Linked DNA regions of Mus musculus: region 2 is linked to region 1. A link is a contact called in public HiChIP or PLAC-seq data. All regions are on one chromosome and are shown on one strand. Each heading gives the region's core, a stretch centred on a gene start, on an enhancer-like site or on the middle of the called end of the contact. The rest is flanking DNA. Distances are from core to core; before and after follow the strand shown. Region 1 holds the start of Dnaja3 (DnaJ heat shock protein family (Hsp40) member A3). Region 2 holds the start of Eef2kmt (eukaryotic elongation factor 2 lysine methyltransferase).

The links. HiChIP or PLAC-seq counts read pairs in DNA pulled down with a chosen protein or histone mark.
Region 2: an H3K27ac HiChIP or PLAC-seq map of extraembryonic endoderm stem cells shows a contact between it and region 1, with 4 times the contacts expected there. The contact joins the promoter of Eef2kmt here to the promoter of Dnaja3 in region 1. A contact is called at or near these places in 1 of 39 promoter capture datasets (embryonic stem cells), 4 of 484 Hi-C or Micro-C datasets (CD8 T cells, embryonic stem cells, natural killer cells and 1 more), 3 of 115 datasets of contacts at active chromatin or transcription factors (extraembryonic endoderm stem cells, pancreatic cancer cells and trophoblast stem cells) and 1 of 9 other capture datasets (liver).

Annotation. Positions count from the first base shown.
Region 1 is chr16:4,681,381-4,687,702 of GRCm38.p6, reverse strand. Dnaja3 (DnaJ heat shock protein family (Hsp40) member A3) reads right to left here and starts at 3,633. Exons shown (of 11, transcript NM_001135112.1): 1 at 3,359-3,633; 2 at 333-466. The coding sequence starts at 3,569.
Region 2 is chr16:5,252,374-5,259,545 of GRCm38.p6, reverse strand. Eef2kmt (eukaryotic elongation factor 2 lysine methyltransferase) reads left to right here and starts at 3,590. Exons shown (of 8, transcript NM_027446.2): 1 at 3,590-3,705; 2 at 6,459-6,521. The coding sequence starts at 3,610. Gm15983 (a long non-coding RNA gene) reads right to left here and starts at 3,583. Exons shown (of 3, transcript XR_003951974.1): 1 at 3,535-3,583.

The DNA.
Region 1 (6,322 bases), core at 2,384-4,883:
GTCCTCTGTGAACATCTGCAGTCATGTGCATATTCCACAGATGCACAAATTTAAAAACTAAAACAAAAGCCAGGCATGGTGGCACATGCCTTTAATCCCAGCACTCGGGAGGCAGAGGCAGGCAGATTTCTGAGTTCCAGGCCAGCCTGGTCTACAGAATGAATTCCAGGACAGCCAAGGCTACACAGAGAAACCCTGTCTCGAAAAGCAAAAACAAAAAAAAAAAAAAAACCAACAAAAATTAAAGCAAAACATACACACACATACACACACAGTGACCAGACCAGCAATCTTTCTACAGTCTTGTCAGTAAACCTAAGACCAATACAGACCTGATAATAGGCTTTCTTGATATCTTTCTGGCTGGCATTTCGGGGCACTCCCAGGATCTGGTAATAATCATCTTTGGCCAAAGAAGCACTTGTGTGGAAAGAGGTGGTACAAACAAAAGGGAAACTTTTTGTTCCTGGAAATGAAACAAGAAAGTAAGTTAGTCTGGGAGTTTATCCAACAAGAAGAAATTATAAATAAGTGACCAGCTACGAAATATCTGTAAAAAAGCAAACAAGCCCCAGCTATAGGGCCTATTCCCACTGAGTACACTAGAGGCCAAACTCAATGTTCTTCAAATGTGGGCAAAGCTCAGGGACATAGTTCAGTAGGTACACTGCTTACCAGGTATGCACAAGGCCCTGAATTTGATTCCCTGAACTGAACAAACCCAGCATAATCCTAACATGAGGAAAAGGATGCAGAGGATCAAAAGTTCAAGCTCCATTCATAGCTACACAGGAAGTTCTAGGCCAGTCTGGAACATAGAACACCCTGTTTCCAAAGTAAAAACAAAAACAGCCGGGCGTGGTGGTGCACACCTTTAATCCCAGCACTCGGGAGGCAGAGGCAGGCGGATTTCTGAGTTCGAGGCCAGCCTGGTCTACAGAGTGAGTTCCAGGACAGCCAGGGCTATACAGAGAAAAACCCTGTCTCGAAAAAACAAAAAAACAAAAAACAAAAACAAAAACAAACAAACAATCAGCCAGAGAAGTTGAAAGTATATAGACTCTATAGGTGGAACAACAATATGAACTAACCAGTACCCCAGAGCTCTTGACTCTAGCTGCATATGTATCAAAAGATGGCCTAGTCGGTCATCACTGGAAAGAGAGGCCCACTGGACATGCAAACTTTATATGCCCCAGTACAGGGGAACGCCAGGGCCAAAAAGGGGGAGTGGATGGGTAGGGGAGTGGGGGGGGTGGGTATGGGGGACTTTTGGGATAGCATTAGAAATGTAAATGAGGAAAATACCTAATTAAAATAAAATAAAATAAAAAGTATATAGAAAGGAATTAAAAAAAAAAAAGAATGAGCAGGAATAATCAGAATGAGATTGTGATTGACTCTTCAGTCACTCCCGGAGAAGACATTAGACCTCGATACTTGGTGATCCTATATTGGATCTCTTTACTTGCTACCTGCCTGGCTGTATTCCTGTACTCCTCACTCCTTCCATTATCAGGAGCATGAGTCTATTAGTGGCAAAAGTTTGTCAGCTGTACCAGCTTCTACGACATCAGCAGACAGCTCAAGGAAACTGTGAATAACCACAGGTAACTATTACACAGCGGATGCTTTTTTCTATTCTAAAGGCCAATGATTAGCAACTACTAGGAAATATCTATTTTTTTTCTCTACAAAGTATGCCCAGCACATGTCTTGCTTTTTGAACCCAGAATAGGATTAGTCTTCATGTTGTTCTAAGAATGCCTAATCCAGTAGCTAATTGCTGATTTCTTTCTGGTTAGGAGATTTCTTTTTTATGATTTCTTTTTAGTTCATATGTTTCGGTATTTTGACTGAATGTATGTCTGTGAAGAGGTGTCAGATCCCCTGGAACTACAGCCACAGTCAGCTGAGAGCTACCATATGAGTGCTGGGAATTGAAATTGAACCTGGGTCCTCTAGAAAAGCCGTCAGCGTTCTGAACAGCTGAGCCATCTCTCCAGCCCCTGTTTGGGACTTGAGGAATGATCACAGACTAAAGTTTGGGGCCAAACTGATGACCTTAGATGTGGTGTCAGGATACACCACTACAGGATGCCATGTCCACACATATTGTCACTTGAGATAAAATATGCCCACTGTAGCCTATGGGCTGACTTGAGGAAAGCCAACTGCAGTTCTTCAGTTATGCTTTCATACAGAAGTAATACTTAGTGCCTGTGTACATGCGCCTCCATATCTCTCTCACACAAGGATACATAATTTAAAAGCCACTCTAAGGCATGCATGAAGCCTTATGCTTGATCCCTAGAACTACCCAAAATAAAGTTCAGTGCTTGCTTCCTTCATTCTCACTGAAAATTAAGTGATAACACAGTATAAGGAACTATGATGACAGAAAGATGGCTCAGCAATTAAAAGCACATACTGCTCTTGTAGAGGACACAAGTTCAGTTCCTAGTCCCTAAGTCTAGCAGCTCATAATTACAGGGGATCAGATGCCTCTGGCCCCTTTGGGCACCTGTACTTAAGAGCACATACCCACACACAGACACACAGAACTCAAAATAACTTACAAAAATATTTTTTAAAGAGACAGACAAGATCGTGGCTAAAACACTTCAAGGCTTAATGCACACTAATTTGGCATCCCCTCCAGCTATAAGGAAGGTAGGTACCATACCAAGTCTACCAGTTTTTAGCTTTGTGACTTTTTCAAGTTTTTTAACATCTAAACCTGTTTCTCCATAAAATGGAATGGTTAACAATGCCTGTCACATTGAAACATTCTCCAAGGAGTGAAATCATACTTCCTACACAATGTTTAATAAATGTTAGACTCCATTATTACATTCACTGACTTAAGGATTCTAAAAGACTGATAAATGCCCTTCTATTACACCACGTGATATTTAGGATGAACGCTATGAAATGACAATTCATCACACTCTCTAACCTTAATGAGGGCAAGCACCTGCATCTCCCTTGATTTATGGGTGCCTAGCACTCACTAAATGGCAGTTACATCTTCCACTACAAGCTAGAGCGTGAAGAAAAAGAGAAGGGCTATGACAAGGGGGCAGCAGCCTGGACAGAGAGGTGAACTGTTGACAGAGGTGAAGGTTCATGGCGTTCGGAGCGTTTCAACACCTCCGGCTCCACGCAGCTCTTTCCCCTCGACGGCTTCTGGGTAGCCAGCACCTTGGCCTCTCTGCCTCCTGCTTGCCTGTGTCCCCAGAAATTCCTCTCTTGGGCCGGAAGACATCTCCATCCCGCTACCCTGGTCATCAGATGGAGCCGAATCGCCCTTTCTAATCCCAGGAGCCTCTACTCCAGAGCTGGAAGCCTCCCTCACCTGTGAGGCGGACACCGGGTCTCAATGTCAGCAGCGCCCGGGGGCCGTGAGCGCCCATGGAAAGCCCGAAGGCAGAGACGCACAGCTTGCGACACAGGGATGTTGCCACTACGCCCCCCTGGGGCTGCTGGACCCCTCTCCCCGCTGCAGCCGGCAGCCGGGGAGTCCCCACTGCCACCCTCAACCAGCGTGGGGAACACCACGCAGCCATTTTGGCCCGGGGACACTGCGCCTGCGCAGACCGTCACTGGCCCGCCTCGCCGGTCGCGTCTTCCGGAGGCGAGGCATCCGTAGCACGCAGAGCGTAAGCATTGCGCACGCGCCTCGGTCTCCGAACGGTAGAACCTAGGCCAACGTGTACAAGTGCTAGACTATGAGGATGTCAGTTTGTAACTTTTCCCTGTATTGGAATTTTGTGAGGTAGGAACGAATGCTGCACTTTACTTGTGAATGTTGTCGCTGAGTGCAGCAACCATAATCTAGCGAGCCTTGCCCTGGCAGGAACTACAAACCCCAGCAGACAACGCGGCGTCAGTATCAGATTCCGGTATACCCCGTGTGGATGCCCTCCCTTGACCCTGAAAATTACATCTTATTACATGTTCTCTCAGAAAGGCTCCACCCCGGTTGTTGGCTGCAGTTTTTCCGCGTCTGATTCCTTCCCAGCAGAACTTGAAACACTCAGGTCCGTCTTAAACACGTTAGCCTTCTCCAAACCTGTAGCGAAAATTCAATGAGCATTGTAAATGCCTATTATGTATTGTGCGCCTGCTGTTTGTTATCCATGTTCTAGAAAGAATGTTAGAGGAAACCCGCTCCAGGGGAGCAAACTCGCCTTACAGGGACAGACTTCTTATTAAGTAACAACGGTAAGTGCTATCAAAGGTGCACAGTTACAAGCATACCAGTGTACTCGATCTGTTTCTTATGATAAGTTTCTTACACGCATAAGGCTTGGCAGTGGGGGGTGGGGGTGGGCTGTTAAACTTTCTGAGTCATAATGTCCATAACTGAACTTTGATGAAAAGTGAATCGAGTACAGATGTAGTATTCCAAGTGACGAAAACACCAAAAGCTGCCAGACTAGATTGAGGTAGGATGATCAGGAGTTCAAGATCATTTTCAGCTATAGAGCAAATTCGAGATAGTCTGGGCTACATGAGACCCCCATCTTCGAGTTAGGCCCGAAGGAAAATCCAACTCCCCAAACTCCAAAAGGCAGTACAAATATCCAGAAATAAGACTCAACCTGGAGTACAGGATTTCTAGTGGTTAGATAAAAACCAGCAAGTCAGGCAATGGTTTCTCACAACTTTAATCCCAACACATGGGAGGTAGAGATAGGCAGATCTCTAAGATTGAGGCCAGCCTGGACTACAGAGCAAGTTCCAGGATAGTTGGGGCTACCTGGAGAAATCCTGTTTTTGAAAAAAAAAATTGTGAAGCTGGTTCCTATTATCAAAAGGAGTCATTTTCTTTATCCCTGGCTGAAGGGACACGTGGCTATCTGTGGTGACTATTAGCATACCAAAGCACATCAGGCCTTCAGGCTCCCTTGTACCAAAAGTACCTGTTTCAAATTTCAAAGTTCATGCTAGCATCCTAGCTCTTCTCACTTCTTCCCCAACTTCAAACTCTGCAGCTCATGGGTCCCACTTCCCCAAGCTTATAACCCTTCGATTCTCTTTCTTTCTCTTTCTCTTTCTCCCTCTCCCTCTCCCTCTCTCTCTCCTCAAATTACCAGGTCTAGCATACTATGGAACAGTCATGTCATCAGTTTATTACAAAAATTTTTTAAAAAAGCTATAAAAGCTGGTGTCTAAATGTGTAGAAGTATATGCTTAAACCTTAAATTTAGTATACATAACTGAAAATGAAGCCAGAAAGCTAGACTGGGGCTGGTTAGTTAGGAAAGTTACATTTTTCACCACCCTCCCAAATAAAAGGAAGAGAATCTGAGGGCTTATGAATGGGTTTAGGATGATCAGTCTACATTGACACCACACACACACACACATACACGTGCACAAGAGAGAGCACACTGGCACTTTCTACCCCCCAGTTTTGTACACAAAATGTGTGTGCATGTTACCCTGGATAGATATCCATAACCTTCACCAACCAAATTCTCAGTGGATTCTGAGACTCTTAAGGTCAAAAACTACCAATCAAGCAGAAAGTAGTTATGAAGCTAGTGTAAAGTGCAAGGGCAGCTGGAGAGCTTGTGCATGGGTGTCAGTGATGGGAACAAAGAGCATTTCAGTGAAACAAGGAGGAAGGCAAGGCGCAGGGAATGAGAGGGGACAGTTCTGTAATGCATCCAGCAGCAAATGCATTCAAATATCTCCAGCACAATGACTAAGACTATGAACTGAAAAACAAAAACAAAAAAACAAAAAACAACAGCAACAACAAAAAGTTGGAGCTCCTACTGCTCAAATCTCAGGCTCTGTTGTACACGCTATAGCAATGTCATTAATCTTATAGTGCCCAGGCTAGTCTCAAACTTGTGGGCTCAAGCCAGCCTCCCACTCACTCTTGAAAATTTCTAAGAATACAGATAGGCACCACTGAGCCCTGCAAGAATCATTTTTATTGGAGCTAGAGAGAAGGATCAGCAGGTAAGAGCTCTTGCTGTGCTTCCAGAGAACCTACCTTTGATAGTCTACCATAAGGAAACTTTGTCATAAGTTTCTGCTGTTACTAGGAAACTTTCTAATGCCAAGACTGATTACATATTCTCTTATGTTCTGTGTCCCTGGAAATCAATCACTATAGAAGTCGGTAGAACTGTTTTGTATAGTTACCCACAATAAGCTTGGACCTGAACCAACCACCCAGCAGCACTTCCTGCACCTGCGTATGAGCTTTTATGGTATAAGCTGCCCCTGAGATGGACTCCAACATAAGAGAGCACCTGCACCAATATAAGAAACTATTTGGAGTAAGACTTCCATTTAGAGT
Region 2 (7,172 bases), core at 2,341-4,840, 570 kb before region 1:
AACAAAGGCTTTTCTTATTTTATTTTATTTTATTTTATTTTATTTATTATATGTAAGTACACTGTAGCTGTCTTCAGACACTCCAGAAGAGGGCATCAGATTTCGTTATGAATGGTTGTGAGCCACCATGTGGTTGCTGGGATTTGAACTCAGGACCTTTGGAAGAGCAGTCAGCACTCTTAACCACTGAGCCATCTCGCCAGCCAAACAAAGCTTTTTATTTCTATATCCTTATATAATCTTCCAGCAGCAGGTATGGCCCAGATAAAGCATGTATCCTCCTGCCTCAAGATCCAAATCAAAGGTGTGTGTCTTTCTACCTCAAAGGTTCAGACTAGAAGTGGACCCATTTCACCCACTTCAAACCAAGCAGGGGTTGATAACATCTGCAGCCACTCCACTTCCAAAATCTATGCTCACTCCCAGGAGCCAGGGGTTAGGAATTCCAGCCTAACTCTGCAGAGAAGACACTTCAATCCTTAATACTGGTCCCATCACGAACACAAATATTCTACAGTCTGGAGCTAACAGTGTAGCTTAATAGGTAGAGTGCTTACCTAGCATGCCTAAAGCCTTGGGTTCAGTCTCCAACACTGCTTCCAAAGAGTATGATGGCCTGTACTTGTAATCCTAGCACTTTGGGAGGTGGGGGCAGGTTATCCTCGGCTACACAGCAAGTTGGAAGGCAGACCTTGTTGGAAGTTGGAAGGCATGAGACCTTGTCTCAAAAGCAACAGAACAAAACCACAAAACCTTCATATAACCTTGGTGTTCCTCTGTGTGTCCCAGTAGTTGGATTATTACACCAGTCTTCTTATATGCATTATACTTGACCCTGCTGAGACTTTAACATAGCACCTGTCTCCAAAGCTGCGGGGCTTCTTGGATGCTGGAAACAGCCTGAGGAAGGTTGAAACTTTATTTAACCTTAAATTCCATTATAGAGTCTGCATTTGGTGCAATTTATATTTGAGCTATAAAATTTTTCTATAAGTTGAAACATGACCTATAAAAGGTCACTGCACCCTGAAGCAACATTCTAGGAAGAAATCAATTGGCCCTTTTTCTTACAGAAACCATTAGCCAGAGAAGAGATAGAGGAAAAAACTTCTTCATGCTGATTGAACTCCCAAACCCAAAGCATAATTTCTAAAAGGCAATGGCTTCATATAGCTAAAATGCATTAGGTTATTATTAGATTACAGGGAGCCTTTAATGTAGCCCCTGCACTACTGCCTCTTACAATGAAGGTGCAGAAACACTCAGATCAGACATCGACATCAGGAATCAGCACTCTTACACCTGAACACATCACGCCTGTGAGGTTCCTGGGTTCTCAAAAGTCCTTCGGTGAATTGGGTTCAGTTGGTAAAGGGCTTGCCTTACAAGTATGAGAAATGGAATTGAATCCATTCATCCAGAGTCATCCACACTTGTAACACCAGTGTTAATTTGTAGGGAGCAGCCAGACTAGCAGTGGGATCCAGGAACAATGCCAGGCCCTGTCTCAAAAAAACTGAGAGGAACAGGAACAGTAATGGAGATGCACTGTGTGCGCGCTCGCTGGCGCATACACACACACACACACACACACACACACACACACACACACACACACACACAGGATCCCTCTGTGACTTGTCCCTCCTACATTCAGATCTAATTAAAATGCATGATTTTTGTTGCACTCCAAGATAAGATGGCTCTGTAGCCCACGTAGGGTCTTTTTTCAAACTGTTCTTGTCTGTGGTATCAAAAGGTTAGACCAGCTTCCACTGGCTAATACTTTAGGATACATCATGTAGTACTACTATGATGCCAACTGCTGCTCTTTTGTTCTGTAGCAGCAGTGATCAATCACTAATATGAGTGATGTACAAGTGTATCTCTCTGGTTCCCATTTCTTGTATCACCAATTGCAGGCAGGGAACTGATCAAAATGGCACAGGCAAGTGAGCGCCCCGGAGGCCACTCTAAGCCAGCCTTCCTCAGTCACCAGGTCCCATGCTCCTTGGGTGAGTGCAGCATGAGGAATATGCAATGTGAGTCACAGTAATAGTCCAGCATGGCGGCACACACCGAGAAGCCTGGGTGCTTTGGAGGCTGAGGCAGGAGCATCACTGCAAGGTTCGGGCCAAGACGGGCTACAAAGAGAATACCAACCTAGCCAGGTCTGCATAGCAAGACACTGTAAAACAAACCAATAATGCTACTTCAATAACTCAGTGGGTATAGGCACTTGCCAAATGGCTTGAGTTCAACCCACATGGTAGAAGGAAAGAACCAACTTCTTCAAGCCATCCTCTGACTTCTATTTATGTGTGGTGGATCACAAACACACACATACACAAATAATCAATGTAAAGAAATTAAAAGGCAAAATCCCACAGAAACAATCATAGTTCATTTTATTTAAATCAAGTCAGCTCAGGGAATAAAAGACCAATCCCATCTTGGTCCCCTATGCTGGCCTGGATTTTTGGAGGGTCACAGACCTGACTGTAATTAATTCCCTTCTGTTGTTCTCCAAAACAAACCTCAGGATTTCTTGTCTAAAGGAGGTAATGGGATACAATCTGTCCCCTTCATCAACATTCTGCAAGTATATTTAACAAGCTAGCTCTAGAAGCTTCCAAATGGAGATTTTGAGACATTTGCTAAACTGAACTGTTACACCTTGAATGACAGTGCACACTTGGAGGACAACAGGGGTGGCTTGCCAGTGTCCTGCCTTTCAACTCTAGGGACTTTGAACAGAATACTCTGCCACCCACTGCAGCTAACTCCCACTCTTAGTTCAGATTCTATTCCTTGCAAGATGAAACAAAACTCCTGCTGGAAGCCTCTGCAATTCTGTGCACTAATTTTCAGAGCAGATACTGTTACTGTTATATGTGTGTGTGTGTGTGAACACATATACACAAATAACGTAAAGAAATTAAAAGATGAAACCCCACAGAAACAATCTCAGTTCATTTTATTTAAATGAACCCAGTTCAGGGAATAAAGACCAACTCCTTGGTCCCCTATGCTGACCTGGCTTCGTGGATGTGTGTGTGTACACGCGCGCACTCGCGCGTGTGCGTGCGCAGGTAGGCTGAAGGATCCCAGGTATCACTTCCTAACACCCAGGTGGGGTTAGACCCCTCCAAAAATCTTCCTCGGCTACTTCGAGGGCAGACCCACCCTAGCCTCGCCCCCGGCTGATCTGAGCTCGCCCCAGACCACCCAAAGACAACCGGCTAAGAGTTGCTCAACCTCAATCTCAGCCCCACCCCCATTCCCGCTCGGGCCCACCTTCCAACCCCCAGTTCCTGCCAAGGACCGCCCTCTGAGCCCCGCCCCCAAGCCAGTCTAGGCTTCGCCTCCAAGTTGCCAGCTCCAGCTCCAGGAACTGTTTAAAACGCTCCCCAGTCAGGCCCAACCCGGCCCGGTCCGCCTCTAACCCTGCCCCACCGTACTCCCCGCCCCGCGGGCACCATCTTGCCCCGCCTCCTGGGCCGGAACATAGACTAGCCCCCGCCCACATCTTACCTCCTAGTTGCCACGCCTCCTCCGTCTCAGGCCTCGCTTCCGCCCGTTTCCAGGCAACCCTGGCCCTGCCCCGCGATGGCGCCTGAGGACCACGAGGGGGCCACGTCTCTGCTGCAGAGTTTCGAGCGCCGCTTCCTGGCGGCTCGCGCGCTGCCCTCCTTTCCCTGGCAGGTGGGCGGCGGGCGTGCGGCGGGTATCAGGGTCGAGCACCACGGGCGGCGGGGCCGGGAGTCTCGGGCCGCCTTTGCTCACCGCTGGACTGGGGGAGGCAGGCGGGCCCTTCCCCGGCAGGGTTTACAGGGTCACGAACCGGGCTGGATTATTTTAGCAACTTTTAAGCCAGTAATCGGTCATCTTGGCGACTGCAAAACAACTTTGAAAAACTAAACGTCTTCAAATGGCAAGAGCCGCGCTCTCCTGAAAAGGAGGCCAGGTCCCCATCCGAAGGGCAGGCTTCAGGCAGAACCGTCTCAGAGGGAGTTCGGACTGAAAATGGTGCTTCCCTGTGGCCTGGGGACCTGCAGCTCGGACGCGAGGATCCTTTAGAGCGTGCCTCGCTGTTAACTCTTGTGCGGTGAGCTCACCGGCATGAGTTACTATAGATTTGTATTCCTCCAGAGTCTACCCGGTTTCGTTGGGTGGTTTGGGTAGTTGTATTATTTCATCGACATAAAATATCTCTGGTCTTAACGCAAAACGAAACCCGAATAACATATAAGTCCTTATTCAATGTCAACTGTAATAATAGTTCATGTGCTGTGCTAAGTACTTGCTCAGGGTCACCCACAGTGCACAGCACTGGCGTCTGTGGTCACTCCATTTGACCAGGAGTTTAAGAAGGAAAGAATCAGAGCTCTGGCCGGGGAGGCCAGCTTCCTGCTTATAGTTCTAATTCAACCCCCTGTGTGCTGTGGGACTTTACAAGAGGCTACATCTCTGTGCCATCATTTCTAATTAATACAGTAAAGGATACAATGATAGCAGCCTCTTGCTACTAAACAGCTGGACTTCTTTTCCTTTGCCCAGCTAGAAATCATAGATAGACAAAAAGTTCTGGGAGTGCTGATCTCTGCTGACTGTGTTTTTCTGTGCCGGCTGTAGGCAGACAAGACCAGTAATTGCAGGTTTCTTGAGTGTAGGGCCCTTGGCCCTCCGGGAGTTCTTAGGACATTTTTGGCTGCGAGCTTCCCAGCAGGCCAAGGTATTGGATTTCTTCAGCCCTTGGCAGCAGCCCTTAGAAACATACAGCTCTTGTGCAGGTCTTGGAAGTGCGGATTCATTAGCTCTTGACCATGGCCAGCCTGTCTGCTTTTACAATTCTGCCGTCCACTGTTGAGCCTTGACTGGGTCTGCTTTCTCCTTGTTACCCCCGCAGCCCGCACTACTAAAGTAGGCAAGAGACTCTTCCCAGGAGGTAGCGCGGGAGGGTTCCTTACAGTCTACTCCCTCTTTGACCACAGCAGCAGGCTGTGTAGGTGTCTGAACCAATCACGGCTTTGCCTCTTGTTCCATCCCAGCCATCCTTCCGCTACGCCACTAGGGGGCGTGCTCCCCTCTGTCCCACAGGAAATGAGTGCAGAGCAATACACTGTACACCCAGGTTTGTAACAGCAAAAAGTTTCAAACAGCCCCGGCTGAGCCCGCAGCTTCAGCAGTCATGACAATCAGGTCTGGTTGTCTAAGGGTGTTTATGGAGTGTTCAGGCAGCCAAGGCTGGTATAAGCTGTCAGACTGACAATCCTTTTGCTGAAGGCAACCAAGGTAGAAAGGGAGAGTCCCACAGCTCCAAATTAGGGAGTCATACTGCCCCATCCCCCAAACTGTAGCTTATGTATAGGAGAATGAACATAAGAGCGCTTCTACCAAGAACCTAAAGACTATCATGAACACGAATTGTGGACTTAACCGCCTGATTACTGTTGCTCCTGTATACTGTTGGCAGCCCCTCCTGTATCTCACTTTGTGGGAGTACGTGGGTACAAACCCTGACTTCCACCTGACTGTGGAAGTGCACTGAGTGCCTCCTAGCAGTTACTGGGTCAGTAAGTATTTACTGAATGCCGTCCATGAGCTGCACACCAGGGCACATCATAACACATGAGAAGCCAGCCCTAAAACAGTAAGGAACCAGAAGACACCAGGCAAAACCATGTGTGGCAGCTCATGCCTATAACCACAGCTTGGGGTCCTAAAGCAGGAGAGTCTGTGGATTAGAGGCCAGCCCCAGCTACAAGATGAGACCCTGTCTCAGACGGATGAAAAAATAAACAAGGAAATGACAAACAAAGTAGAGTCATCAAAGGCCTCCCCAAAGAGGTACTTGAACTGCTACCCAAGCCCCAGGGATGGTCTCAGAGAAGAGGGAGCAAAGGTCTTGTGGTAGAAACATGGTTGCCGTGCTTAAGAGCAGCAAGCCAGCTGCTGTGGCCACAGTGCAGGGAGCAGAAATAACACTGTATAGCTGTGCTCAGAAAAGGGTCAAGGCAGATTGTAGAGAACCTGATTGACATAAAGTGGCTTGCTGTGTGTCACATACCTGCCTGACTGGAGTTGTAGCTATAGTCCCTGTGTCAAAGATGCCGTCCTCAGGCTTGGCACCACACATCTGAGTCTCCATTTTAGCTTAGAGAGCAGATCTCAGGCCTTTACGCTGTAACTTGTTCCCAGCTTACCAGCTCAGCCCCAAAGTTGCCATGACCCCATGACTTCTGGCTGGGCAGCCACATCTGATGTGAATCGGGACACGGTCTTCTCATACTCAGCCATATGTGGCCCGTGACATTAGAGCAAGTTCACCTCTGGTGGCTTCTACTTAGGATTAGCCCCTAGGATTATACTGTTTACCGGAATATTCCACAGGAGTGTACTGTTGCTGAGAAAATGTCCCTGAGATGATCTCTCTCTCTCTCCTCTCTCTCTCACAGAGCCTAGAAGAAAAACTAAAGGACCCCTCGGGTTCTGAGCTGTTGCTGGCTATTCTGCAGAGGGTAAGAGCCCCAACATCCCCAGACAGCAGACCCAAGCCTTGCCAGTATCCTTTCCAAACACCAGTGTCCAGAGAACAAAAACAGCACTTGTGTTGGCATTACCCATAGGCATAGCACTACAGACAGATGTTTGGTTTTAGTGGATGAATAAGAAATTCAAATTCTAATTTAAACTGCACGAGATGAGGGAAGCTAGGAGATTTTTTTTTAAGGCTTTATCTCTATGGAACGATACTATGCCATTTTTTTCTAGATGGCTTTAACTTTTAGGTTGGTGTGTGAGAGAGAGAGAGACAGAGACACACAGAGAGAGTGAGACAGAGAGAGAGACAGAGAAATATATGTATTCACTGTCCTTGGAATCCAGAAAAGAGTGTCAGATTCCCTGGGGCTGGAATATAGGCAGTTGTGAGCTAGCACATGGGTGCTGGGAATCAAACCTGGGTCCCCTGGAAGAGCAGCCAGTGCTCTCAACCACTGAGCCATCTCTCCACCCCACACCCTCTGGGAAGTCTTGAACCAGAGATGACAGGTGACATATGACTGTTTCCAGCATTAGTTAACTGCTTTGAAATGTTGTTCTTTGCATAATAATAGAGCCCATCTTGCCTACTCTTGGACAAGCCACACCACCATGTCCTGTGCCTTAAC